Regions from separate parts of the Ovis aries genome. Here region 2 is linked to region 1. The links are chromatin contacts, called in public Hi-C maps. All regions are on one chromosome and are shown on one strand. Each heading gives the region's core, a stretch centred on a gene start, on an enhancer-like site or on the middle of the called end of the contact. The rest is flanking DNA. Distances are from core to core; before and after follow the strand shown.

Evidence for each region. Hi-C and Micro-C count contacts between places; a contact is called where the count stands out from the background.
Region 2: a contact with region 1 is called in a Hi-C map of skin fibroblasts, with 1.7 times the contacts expected there. The contact joins the promoter of ELK3 here to the promoter of LTA4H in region 1. A contact is called at or near these places in 9 of 16 Hi-C or Micro-C datasets (blood, hypothalamus, liver and 3 more).

What each region holds. Positions count from the first base shown.
Region 1 is chr3:165,889,409-165,892,474 of ARS-UI_Ramb_v3.0, reverse strand. LTA4H (leukotriene A4 hydrolase) reads left to right here and starts at 1,596. Exons shown (of 19, transcript XM_012174832.4): 1 at 1,596-1,810. The coding sequence starts at 1,652. TRNAD-GUC (transfer RNA aspartic acid (anticodon GUC)) reads right to left here and starts at 1,162; the gene lies at 1,091-1,162.
Region 2 is chr3:166,030,177-166,033,242 of ARS-UI_Ramb_v3.0, reverse strand. ELK3 (ETS transcription factor ELK3) reads right to left here and starts at 1,595. Exons shown (of 6, transcript XM_060413074.1): 1 at 1-1,595.

The DNA of each region.
Region 1 (3,066 bases), core at 347-2,846:
TAATGTGACACCACTTATTTCGTAAGTATTCCTTCCATTCTTTCCTCTCCATCTCTACTTATTAGATACCTATGTCAGGCCCCCAGCATCTTCTTCCTGGACTATTTATTTTAGCAGCAGAAGTGAAGTGAAAGTCACTCAGTGGTGTTCCACTTTTTGTGATCCCATGGACTGTAGCCCCCCAGGTTCCTTTGTCCATTGAATTCTCCAGGCAAGAATACTAGAGTGGGTTGCCATGCCCTTCTCCAGGGGATCTTCCCAACTCAGGGATTGAACCCAGGTCTCCCACATTGCAGGCGGATTCTTTACCATCTGAGGCACCAGGGAAGCCTGGCCATTTCCAAATCTCCTGACTCTGGTTTTGATGCCTCATCCCTATTTTCTGGGGCTTCCCTGGTGGCTCTGACTGTGAGGACTCTACCTGAAATGCAGGAAGTCCAGGTTCAATGCCTGGGTAGGGAAGCTCCCCTGGCGAAAGGCATGGCAACCCACTCCAGCATTCTTACCTGGACAATCCCATGGACAGAGGAGTCTGAGGGGCTACAGTCCATGGGGTCGTAAAGAGTCAGATAGGAGACTAACATACACACAGTCATTCTCTGAATGCTACCAGTGTTCCTTTAATAACATGAGTCTGACCATGTCATTCCCTTGCTTAAAATTCTTCTGTGAGTACTCCATTCACGCATTCAAGATTAAAGGTCCAGCTGTTCAAAGTCCTTCGAGACACATTCTTCTCCAATTTTCCCAGTTTCAACTCTGAGGTTTCATTTTTCAGGCGAGTCATCCTTCACCCCCTCCCCACATTCAGTATGCCCCAGTTCTGTGTCCCCTATGCGCCCACTGCACACCTTTATCATAGAATTCTCTCACTGCAGTATACTGAGGTAATCGTTCTAAGCTTCTAAGATGAGAATGTGGTTTATTTTCATTTTGATCTCTAGGGCCTGGAAATGTACATACGAGGTTGCTGACATGGAAAGCAGACACAAAACGGTTTTTAAATATAAACCTTGATGTTGACTCTTTCACAGTAGCCTTTGAAATGTTTGCATGAACCCTGCAAGGAAAAAACGAAAAGCTCCAGCACCTCCCCGTCGGGGAATCGAACCCCGGTCTCCCGCGTGACAGGCGGGGATACTCACCACTATACTAACGAGGAATTGCACAAGAAGTCTGCCTCTGACAGTTCCCTTATCTCTTTTTACCCCGCCCCTCTCATGACCCATAACCATCAGTAGGCCTGACATTTCTTCTACTGCTATTGCAACTTCCATTGAAGTTGAATGGAACTAAAATAAAAGCCTTCACTTATTTCCATCTGCTTACCCTTCCTCTAACTTCCATTCCCCTCCTTTTCTCCCCTCCTCCCACTTTGGGAGAACTATCGATCCACTTCTACACCCCTCGACACACACACACACTCCCAGAGAGCAAAGCGCACGCCTTGTCGCACTGCACCATGGGACTTGTAGTTCCACCAATGCCACACCCTACTCTTTGCTGACTTCAAAGAACTTCCTTTCCCAGCGGACGCCGCGAATTCCTCCTCCTCTCTTTACCTCACTCTCCCTTTCTCTCGCGCTCAGCGGAGTAGTCTGGTTGCTGAGAGCTGGGGTGCAGGTCGCGTGCATCGGGACTCCTCACAGCCATGCCCGAGGTAGTGGATACGTGCTCCTTGGCCTCCCCGGCGTCCGTCTGCCAGACCAAACACCTGCACCTGCGTTGCAGCATCGACTTTACTCGCCGGGTACTGACCGGGACCGCCGCGCTCACCGTCCAGTCCCAGGAGGACAATCTGCGCAGCCTGGTACGGTGGGACATGCTCCCGGGTGCCCGCCTCTCCCTGGCTACACGTCTCCCGTCTCTCACCCCGCTTCGGCCCCTTCCTCGTGCCTGCCCCCCGCCGGCTTCACGCATCCGTAGATGCTCCTCCGCAGCCCACAACCCTTGTTGTACACCTCCTCTTCAGCCTCCACTCATTTCTCAGTGCCCCGTCTTCAGCCCCCTACGCATCCCATATCAATCCCTCCCAACCCAACTGGAGTCTCTGCATTCTTTCGTTACCCACTTTGTATACCTGCCTTCTCCTGCACTGCTTTCCCCCAAAGCCTCCTTCGCAGTTCCTGGACACATCCTGGTGCCCATTCCACGCCCCGCTCCTCACCCAGCCCTCAAGATTCATCTTAGCAGGAATTCTTTCCCCGCTAATCCTAGCTCCCAGCGCTAAAGCCGCCCCCTGTAGTCTCCCCATTTCCTCGGCCTGGAGCCCAGAACTCCCTCCTCAGGCCCCAGAATTCTTCCAGTCCCCAGCCCACTTTCCTCAGTCCACACCCTCAGCTAAGTCTCAGGCCCTCTGTCCTGCAGATTCTCAGTCCCACCTCTCCCTCCCAGGCCCCTTTATTTCAACCTGCAGATCTACAGGATATGACCGATTACCATCTCCCTGCCAGTTCTAAAACCCCCTAGAATTCCGAGCCCTGCTGTAATACTTTCAGTCTCTGCTTTATAACTCCAGGTGCAGCTGTCTCCGATTCATGGTTCCTCCTACCTTCGCTTCTTATCACCCTTCTCTGAGAATAATTTAAGGAGGGGTGGGACATTCAAGCTTTGATTAATAGTTGGTTCCCAGCAGCAAGTAATATTGCACTTTCTTAGAAAATAAGGACTTCTCCAAGCTCTCTAGCCACCAGAATGATGAAAAACTTGTTTGGCTTTGTGAAGTGTTATTATTTTATCTGTACAACATAGCCTATTTTCAGTGTTCTTACTCAAGGTGTCTGATAATATTTGAATTTCAAAGATAAGGATTTTTACAAAAAAGAGGAACAAGAAAACTAGCCACATATATTGCATAGTGTGGTGACAGCTACTGCTGCTGCTGCTGCTAAGTTGCTTCAGTCGTGTCCCACTCTGTGCGACCCCATAGACGGCAGCCCACCAGGCTCAGCTGTCCTTGGGATTCTCCAGGCAAGAACACTGGAGTGGGTTGCCATTTCCTTGTCCAATGCATGAAAGTGAAAAGTGAAAGGGAAGTCGCTCAGCCGTGTCCGACTCCCGGAGACC
Region 2 (3,066 bases), core at 346-2,845, 140 kb before region 1:
AGCTCATTAATAGATGCCTGGAACACGCTCGGTTTCTCATCACCTCCGCCGCACCCCCCTCCCCCTCCAACTGAAGCACAGATGAGAGAGGATGGGTGTGTTTGAGCTGCTTGGGTAATAGAAACTTCACACACACACACAGGCGCGCGCGCGCGCGCGCACGGACAGCTAGGAGAGCAAAACCTTGTAAGCCCAAAATCCAAAATGACTTCAAAGTTTAAGATGCTTCCCTGAAATGGTTCGTTGGGCGACTTGCCCCTCTAAGTAAATAAAGCCGTAACTTGTCTCGGTCTCCAGCGCAGGGTTCCCCCGGCTGACAGTGGCTGCACAAAACCCCTCCTGTGCTGAGCAGCGGAAACTCCTAATGAGATTAGTTGGTGTGTGTGCAGACATTACTTAGCAATGACTAAAGGGGCTCTCTTCCTGCAGCAGCCAGTGGAAAATTCAGGGAACTTTTTCCCCCTGCAGCAGCAGAATCCCTTTAACCCTCTCCCCAGCCAACTCCAAAAACAACTCAGCCTCTCCCGGCGTCCCCCATCTCCCGGCTGGGGTGCTGGGGGAGTTAAAGACCCTCCAGGGGCTTCCAAAAGCGGGAGGGTGGGAGGGGGCCGGCGGGGAAGGGGCGGGTGACCCCTCGAACACTACAAAGGAAACTGTAAAAGGCACAAATATATAAACCTGAGAAGGAGCAAACCACAGTTTCTTTGTGAGCTCCTCTAGTGAGTCATTTTCAAGATGCTGTCTGCTGCCAGTTTCAAAGCGGAAGCGCATGGCAATTAGTCTTGCCGTTTCCAGACAAGCCAGAAACTCTCCCGACACTCGTTTCTTTTTTTTTTTTCTTCTTCTTCTAAAAAGCCCCTTTTGCAGTTTCTGAAATAACATTTCTTTCTCCCACCCCCACCCGCCGCCTAACTGCAGCTTGTCCTCAAGATGATTCGGTTCAGAAAACGTAACAAAAATCCAGACCTCCGATTTGTCTTTTAACCCTCCAAAATTGTGATTCCTACCCTCTAAAGTTACAGTAGCATTACAGGCCAACATTCAGTTGCAAGTTGAAGAGCCCCATCCCAAACTGCTGGGGGCTCCAAGACCATCGCCTGCCTGCCGGGTCCTCCTCCCAAATCGTGTCCAGTAATGACTGCCGGCTTTATAAGGTCCAGTTGGGCGTGCGCCTGGGGCGGCGACCCGGGCTGGGGGTCACCTGCCGAGCCAGAGGGGACGCGGCCCCCAGCCCCGCCGTTCGGCTCCCCACGCCCTCCTCTTCCCTCCCCACCCCTGTTCTCCCTGAATCCGAGCATCCGTAACCCAATGCAACCCCGAGGAAGTCCCAGCCCCCCTCGAAGGTCAGCGGTGGTCCAGCCTCCAGGCACGCAGCCTGCTCCAGTCACCGATCCTCCCGGGTACCCCAAGTCTCACCGTCCCCCGCTCCTCCGGCGCGCCCCCTCCTCCGGGCTCGCAGCATAGCCCAGGGCGGGGTGTGCCCGCGCCGGGTGGCCGCAGCCCCCGGGGCCGGCGCGCGCGGACCCAGGCGCAGGAACATCCCGCGGCGCCCACTCCCCGCGGCCTCCCCGCAGCCCCCGGGCCTGCAGCCTCCTAGCGGTGCCCACCCGCCCCACCCCCACCAAACCACACAGAAGAAAGGAAAGGAAAAAAAAAAAAACACAACAACACACAAACCAACCCCCACGAAACTTTGCAAGTGTCCGAGCAACAGGCACGAACCCTACTACCTACCCAGTTGTGGAGGAGCTTTCAAGATCCTTCTTCGGGGGAATTTCTAGGAGGAACCAGGCGAAAGCCCCCGACTTTCCATGCTGACAGGCGTCTGCAGACGGTCTGTTGCTCTTGTAATGAGATCCTGATTTCCCCCCCTTTTTTTTTCTTTCTCTCGCTCCTCTTTTTTTTTTCTTCCCCCCCTCTGGTGTGTGTGAGAGCAGGAAGTTGGAGCAGTCAGGCCGAGCCGGCTCACTTCCTTTACTGCATTATTCCCCAGGCGGTGTGCAGTCTGTGTAAACAGGCTTTTCCGCCCCGCGCCGCGCGCCCCGGCCGCGGCTGTGCGCCGGGGCTGGCCGCCGAGGCCCGCGCATACTCCGCCGCCCCGGGCCCCGCACCGAGCCCGCGCCCCCGCCCGCCGCGCTCCCCGCTTCCTGCTCGGCCACCCCCGGGGAGGAGCCTCCGGACCCCTGGCGACTCCGAGTGGCCGCAGCCCCTCCCCACGGGGGGGCGGGCAAGTCGGCCAGAAACCCGGAGGAGCTGCCCCGGCGCGCTCAGGGGCTGACCTTGGGTGGCGGCCGGGGCCGGGGGGTCCCTCTTCCCCACCCTCTAACCAACCCCCCCCCCCCCACACACACACCGGGGGTCCCTGGGCTGGGGACTACGCTGGGCGCCGCCGTGGGGGCTTGCCCTGCCGGGTTGGTCTGGACGCGGAGGCCCAAAGTGGGGAGGCGGCTGGATTTGCTGTTTAATGTCAGCTGGGATGAAAGAGCGATGGGGCCGAGGGGCATTGGGAGTGGGGTCTCGGTGCTCTGGGCCAAAGGGCTGCTTTGATCGTGGTGGGGGCGTGATTGCTAAGGAGGAGAAGATGTTTGTTGCATGTGCAAAAAAGGAGACTCGGGTTTTGTCTGAGAAAAAAAAAAAAAGCCAGCGCTCAGAGTAGGGGGCCCACTTTGGGGGAAAAGGATGAGAAGCCACAAACTGGAAGCCAGGATTCTCCAGAAGAGCCCTGTCTGGCCGTTCGCTATGGCCTACCCCCGGCCCGACCTTTCCTGCCTGCTAAGGGGACTCCAGAGGGAAATGAGCAGCGACCTGGGGCCCAGGGACTGAGGCTTCGGAGGAAGGCTCCGTGGTCTCAAAACTGGACCCCACACCACACTATTCTCCCACAAGGACACCCGCCTCGAAAGGCTCAGGCCAGGCTCTAACGAGGGAGCTCATCCACTGCCCTGAGGCTTAGAGGAGGGGGCCGGTGGAAGGATCCCCCACCCCAGTCCTGGGCTCCAGCCCCAACTGTTCAGCTTCTGGCCCCTTCCATGTCCACGCCTCTCCTTCCTGAGCAGCGCAGATCCG